Linked DNA regions of Mus musculus: region 2 is linked to region 1. Evidence: chromatin contacts called from public HiChIP or PLAC-seq data. All regions are on one chromosome and are shown on one strand. Each heading gives the region's core, a stretch centred on a gene start, on an enhancer-like site or on the middle of the called end of the contact. The rest is flanking DNA. Distances are from core to core; before and after follow the strand shown. Region 1 holds the start of Fam169a (family with sequence similarity 169, member A). Region 2 overlaps Gm41027 (a long non-coding RNA gene).

What was found. HiChIP or PLAC-seq counts read pairs in DNA pulled down with a chosen protein or histone mark.
Region 2: an HNF4G HiChIP or PLAC-seq map of pancreatic cancer cells shows a contact between it and region 1, with 3 times the contacts expected there. The contact joins the enhancer-like site here to the promoter of Fam169a in region 1. A contact is called at or near these places in 1 of 15 datasets of contacts at CTCF or cohesin (CD8 T cells), 3 of 115 datasets of contacts at active chromatin or transcription factors (embryonic stem cells, memory CD8 T cells and pancreatic cancer cells) and 2 of 9 other capture datasets (adipose tissue and pancreatic islet).

Annotation. Positions count from the first base shown.
Region 1 is chr13:97,070,072-97,072,975 of GRCm38.p6, forward strand. It overlaps Fam169a (family with sequence similarity 169, member A), which reads left to right and starts at 1,572. Exons shown (of 13, transcript NM_001100458.1): 1 at 1,572-1,640.
Region 2 is chr13:96,970,635-96,973,513 of GRCm38.p6, forward strand. The region is part of intron 2 of Gm41027 (a long non-coding RNA gene); the gene reads right to left. Among named protein-coding and RNA genes, the nearest start is that of Gm41027, 12 kb to the right of the region's middle. Within about 2 kb of position 1,342, at least 19 of the 459 cell types and tissues checked have an H3K27ac peak or open chromatin away from gene starts, as enhancers often do. A contact at or near this core is called in pancreatic cancer cells, where this site is marked.

The DNA.
Region 1 (2,904 bases), core at 322-2,821:
GTTAGCACTTCCGGTCTGGGCAGATAGAATGCCAGCCACGTGAAGGAAGGCAGGTTTAACTGTGTGCAGGTGGTCACTTTTTGGGCCTAGAGGAGTAGTTCTTTTGATTTCTATCTCAGTGAGCAGGCTTTGGGGAGCTAGGTGTTCCAGGCACAGGTTCCCACTGATTGATAAAATAATTTAAAGCCCAGCCACACTCTGGCTAGGTTTATAATAATAAGTCTTTACTGCAGCACCTGGGGGGGGGGATGCCAGAGCCGGAAAAACAAAAGTAATTTTACAAAGTGGCCACTGGGATTATCCTGGGGGCTCCTACTTGCAAACAGATCTAGAAATGATAATCCAGGAATTATATAACTTTACTCATTCATGATTAGCTATGGTTGGAATCCAACTATTCAAAATTCTTGCTTGGATATTAATTCATTGTTAAATTCCACTAAAAATAGTAAATGTATATAACTCAAGATTTCTAGTAATAATTTATTGTAAATAAACACAACAGATGTAAGGTTGATTGTGTGCAACTGGAGGTAAAAAAGAAAAAGCCTTTATATTTAAAAAAAAAAAGGGGGGGCTTAAATAGATCTATATGAAAAAGCATTCTTTGAAGTTACCAATTAGTGAATCTTTAAAAGGTCAGTGTTGTGATTAGTAATACTTCCCAGGAATAGGAGTAATTTTAAGCTTTTCTGAATAACTGAACCATAATGCCATTGCTATTAGATGAATTTCTCAGAATTTAAGGGCAAAAAAAAAAGTCTTAAAATCCAAAATTATTGCTGTGCATCTATATTTCTACTACCGCATATATTATTTAAAGAAAAAAGAATTATCATCCTTTAAATGCCAGTGAACTTATTTTTCTCGAGTACTTAGCAAAAGGCCCTGGATCCCGTAAGGGATGAAGTGAGGGAAGGGGGAGGAGAGGATGGCGCAGGCTCTCCGGGGTCAGATTAGCTTGTCACGTAGGAAAGGTCAGCGCAGGGCCGCGATGGTTCCTTATCTCAAGGCATAATCTGGGCTGTGGGGCTTGTGCAAATTCTTTTCTCCGGCGCGCTCCTGGGGGGCAGTGGGGTCTGGTGGTGTCCGGGGTCGGGTGGGGTGGGGTGGGGTGGGAAGCCGGCGTCCCCAGGTTTGCAGAGCATCATCTCCTTCCCCACCGGGAGGTCCGGAGGCCGCACCCACCCGGGCGATTTTTCCAGAGGCCCGAGGCGGGGATGCCGCGCAGGTCGACCTTAAAGGAGCCGGCTCGCTCAGCGCGAGGCCCCCGCGGCTTACTCGCTTCTATTCCCGGCTAAGCCAAGGTCACTCTTTAATACGGCCCGACCGAGCGGGCGTGCTGCGGGCGGCGACGGGCGAGCGAGCGGGCAGCGCGCACCTGCGGGCGAGCGGGCGGCCGCGGCCCCGAGGCGGGGCGGCTCCCGGCGAGGAGGCGCCGCGGCGCACGAGGCCGGCCGGCCGGCGGGGCGGGGGGATTCGCGGTGGGCGCGCCGCGGCGCTAGTGCGTCACGCCGGCGGAGGGACGGTGGGCTGCGGACGAGCCGCGCGTGCCGGGGTCGGCGGCGGCAACGGCGGCGGCGGGGAGCGGCCGCTCGGTCATTCGCGCTCCGCCTTCGGGCCCCCGCGGCGCGGCTGAGGTGAGTGCGCGGCGCGTGGCGTGCGAGGCCGAGCCGCGGGGCGGCCGCGGGCTTCCTCGGGTGGCGGCGACCCCAGGTGCGCCGGCCTCCATTTTGTGTGAGGGAATGTCGCGCTCGCCCTCCCGGGGTCGCGGCGGGGACGGCGGCTGCCGAGCCGCCCCCTCCCGTGTCCCCACCTGGGATCCTCCGGGTAGCGGGACCCGCGCGGCGTGGGGGTGGGGCTCGGGCTCGGCCGCGCAGCACCTCCCTCTCGGCTTGCTCGCCCGACCCGGACTAGGTATTGTATGGAGTCCTCGCTTCTCTTAGAATTCGGGTCACTGCTGTTCCGTCCCAGGGTTCTCAGCCGCCCATCACGCAGAGCTTGGAGAGAGAGAGAGGCCTGTGCCACCGGAGATGGGAGGATGGAGCGAGTCCGGGGTGGCTAGTGGCTCCGGGATCTGGGTCGTATTTTACTACGATTATTGTGCATGGGCAAGAATGACGGAATAGATGAATCCCTTCTGGGAATTTACGCGGCTATCTTATCAAAAGTAGACTCTAACGTAACCACCTGATGCCGGTCTCCCTTTCCCCTTCAGTCGGTCCTTTTAAAAACCCAAATTAAACCGCGGTTACGAGGATTTTGTAGGGAATTGGGAGGGAATTGGGAGACACGCAGCTAAAAGATCACCCAAAGGAAGAGTTTAAATGTAATTCTCTCAGAACTGTGAATGGCTCATTCCAAGATTCTTGAGTATATAGTAATTCTTGTTTAAATTTGTTTTGTAAATGGGCTCCATGCCTTGGGTATTTTATCATTGCATCACAGCAGGGATTAACATCTGGATCGCTGGTTGTTGCATAATACACACATGTGAGCCCTGGAGGAAAATCTTCTAATGGCTCTGGATTTGTTGTGCTTTAAATTTTATTTATTTATTTTCATAAAAGCACATTGTAGGACGTATGTATAGGTACATCTGTTCAAACCATGTCTTGTTCTATGAAGTAATTACAAGGATTATTAATAGTTAGTATGAAATAGATTTGGCTCAAGTATTTATTTACTTACTTTTAATCGTTGCTTCTTTAGAATAGAGGACGTGGTGAAAGGAACCTGAGGGGAGTTCACTAGTAATAAAACTTCAGTACAAATGATGGCAGTCATGCATAGAAATCGAGGGGCTGTCATAGTGGATTCATCTTTAAAATTTATGAGGAGGATCGGGTTGGTGAACCCAGATACAACCCCTATGTGAGTCACCTGCCACTCCAGTGATCATCA
Region 2 (2,879 bases), core at 92-2,591, 100 kb before region 1:
GATGAGTTTGAAGGAAGACGGGATGTCTGATTGGCCCATAACTGTTGTGGAACATGTCCTGGCTCAGCCTTGAACTGGGTGCGCTGGTTCATCAGACCACAGGGCTTTTGTTTTAAGCTGCCAGGCTTCTGTCCCAGATCAGGAAGAGAGGAAGAAGCCATCTTGAAGGTTTGCCACCTTAAATACCTAGCCATGACCCCTCTCCATATCTGTTCGCCTACCATGGACTCTAACACCTAATCTCTCATCATGACAAAACGTAGGAGATCCATTCTCAGAAAAAACTTCCTGCTTAAGCAAAGGTCATTTAACAAAGATTCTTGAGGTCTGGAAGATAGCCTGGTGGTTAAGAACACTGACTACTCTTCCTGAGAACTCAAGTTTAACGTGTAGCCCCCACAGGATGAGTCCGAAGGGAAACAGGCAAGCTGTTCCACTGAGTGTTTCTTCTTGTCTGAGCAAGGACTGGCTGAGTGCTGCCCACTCAACACAACCTCCGAATCTCAGGTGCTAACACAGTGGAGTGAGTGTATCTGTGGGAAAGGTAGAGCTCCAAGGCAGTTGCCCTGGGGTAGCTAAGCTGTCCAGAATGCCTCAGCCTTGGGAGACGTATGACTCAGCATGAGGCCTCCTCTGTGATTCCTGAGGTTAGGGGAAGAGACTCAGGACAGTCACACTGTCTTTCACTGAAAGTGTCATTATATCAGCCACCAGAACGAAGCCACCTGGCTCTCTCTGTCTTACCAATGACCGCTGACCTAGTTAGGTTTAATTATCTACTTGACACAAGTCTAGTGTCATTGGATAAGAGGGTCTCCATTGAAGGATTTCCCAGATCAGATTGGCATGTGGAAATGTCAAGGGGAATGCTTTGATTGTTCACTGATATAGGAGGATCCAGCCCACTGTGGGTGGCACCATTCCATGGCCAGGTGTCCCTACAAGGTATAAAAAAACACCTAACTAAGCATGAGTCTGAACAAGCCAGCCAGCAGTATTCCTCATGACTCCTGCCTGAGTTCCTGCCCTGGCTTCCCTCAGTGATGGACTGTAACCTGTAGAAAAGGGGCTAAGGGACCTGAATCTGCATTTGCATAGCAGGGAATAATATTTATATATGGGCCAAATGCTTTTCAGACAACTGTGGGAGATGCTAAAGAAGGCTATGTATGAGCGAGGAAAATCCTCCAATTTCACCCACTCCTCACCATAGCCCTTCCAGAGTCAGCTTCTTCACCACTACTCTCACTGTGACCATCAGTTACCACAGGCATATGTAGCAGCAGCTGAAGTCCCACCAATGCGATCAGGCCAGGGAGGCCCCATCACGTGGTACCTCAGCCTGGCCTGGAATCTTAAGTTCCCTTATCAGCAGTTTCCACTCTGCCTCCCTGTGATGGATCTTCTCAGAAAGGCAACCGGAAAAGCAAAAGCAATAAATGAGATTATCACCGTGTCTCCTGGAGCTCATTTCCAATTAGGAGTGAGATGGTGCACCGTGTCTGACAGAGCAGGAGAGCGTACAAGTAAGCACAATTAACCTTTCCCTCGGTACGGATACGGCACTAAGCACTCAGGCCAATCAATGAGATGGGAGGTCAGACAGGAAGGCTGGCTGGCAGACCATTCCTTCACTTCCCCTCCACACTGAGAGCCTCTTAGCACTCAGAGAACCAGACATCAAATCTCACAAGGACTCGCAACTGGGAGACTCTTCTCATTTGAAACAGTCACACTGGCCCTTCGGGTGGTAACCATTTTCCAATCTGCCATATGTGATCCCCAGCTACTGGTGCTGAGTTCTGTGTCCTTGCGAGACTCCATTTGCCTTACGTCAACCAATGATGTTTTACAGGTCTGATTGGTGGGAACCGGCAACAAATGACTTTGTCCTTAGTGCTCTCTGTGCTTGTCCCTGATAGGCAGATCTCCCCTCTCCTATCTGCTAAGACTCCCAAGTGTGCCTTCTGTAGTAAGACCGCCAATTCCCCTCAAGTGACCTTGCCTTGCTTTCTCCAGGAAGGCCACTAATGGCCTGCAAGCAACCCACCCAGCCTTACCTTCCTCACTGTAGGTTATTCTCTGCTCTGGAAACTATCCTAGCCAGTGGATTAAAAAGTAACAAGGTTTTGTTTTTGTTTTTGTTTTTTTAATTATTCCTAATTCTGTAAGTCACCCATCTTGTGTTCTTTGATAGGGTCAGAAATCATGAGGACCTGTCATACATCTGTAAACTGTCCCCCACCCCCAAGCTACAGCTGTCCACACTAAATTCTGCAGTGTCCTTTGGATAGCTTTTGTACATTTCTGAAATATTTAACTTCGACTTTCATGGAAACAGCTCCCTTTTATGACCATACTTTTCCTATCTAAAAGATTTTTTTTCCTAAGGTGGATGTTAAAATGAAATGGCTGTTTCCTCATTTTTGGGTAAAAGACTCCAAAACTAAAAACAAACAGTGATAGGCACACATGAACCCGTGCACACAGGCAGACATGCATGCATGCACTCACAAAGACACATACACATAGACACACACACATGTAAAAGTATGAACTTTTCTATGCCTACCCTTGCTCTGAATAATGACATGGAGACCTTTATATTTATTAAAAGCTTCAGGCACTACGGCTGGGCAGACTCTGAGCTATCTGAACCTGACTGTGCTGGCCTGACCTACTTCCCAGCACCATGTCCCATTACCTGTAATCCTAGTTTCTACCACCTCCTTCTTCATCCATGTCCTGATGGCAACTCCCCAGGTCCCCAACTGAGACCCTCTCCCTCTCTCTGGGCCCAGAATCTCCACTTTTTCCTCTCCTGCTCAGCCATCTGATATTCAGCTCTTTGTTTAACCAATCAGAAGATGATGGAGAAG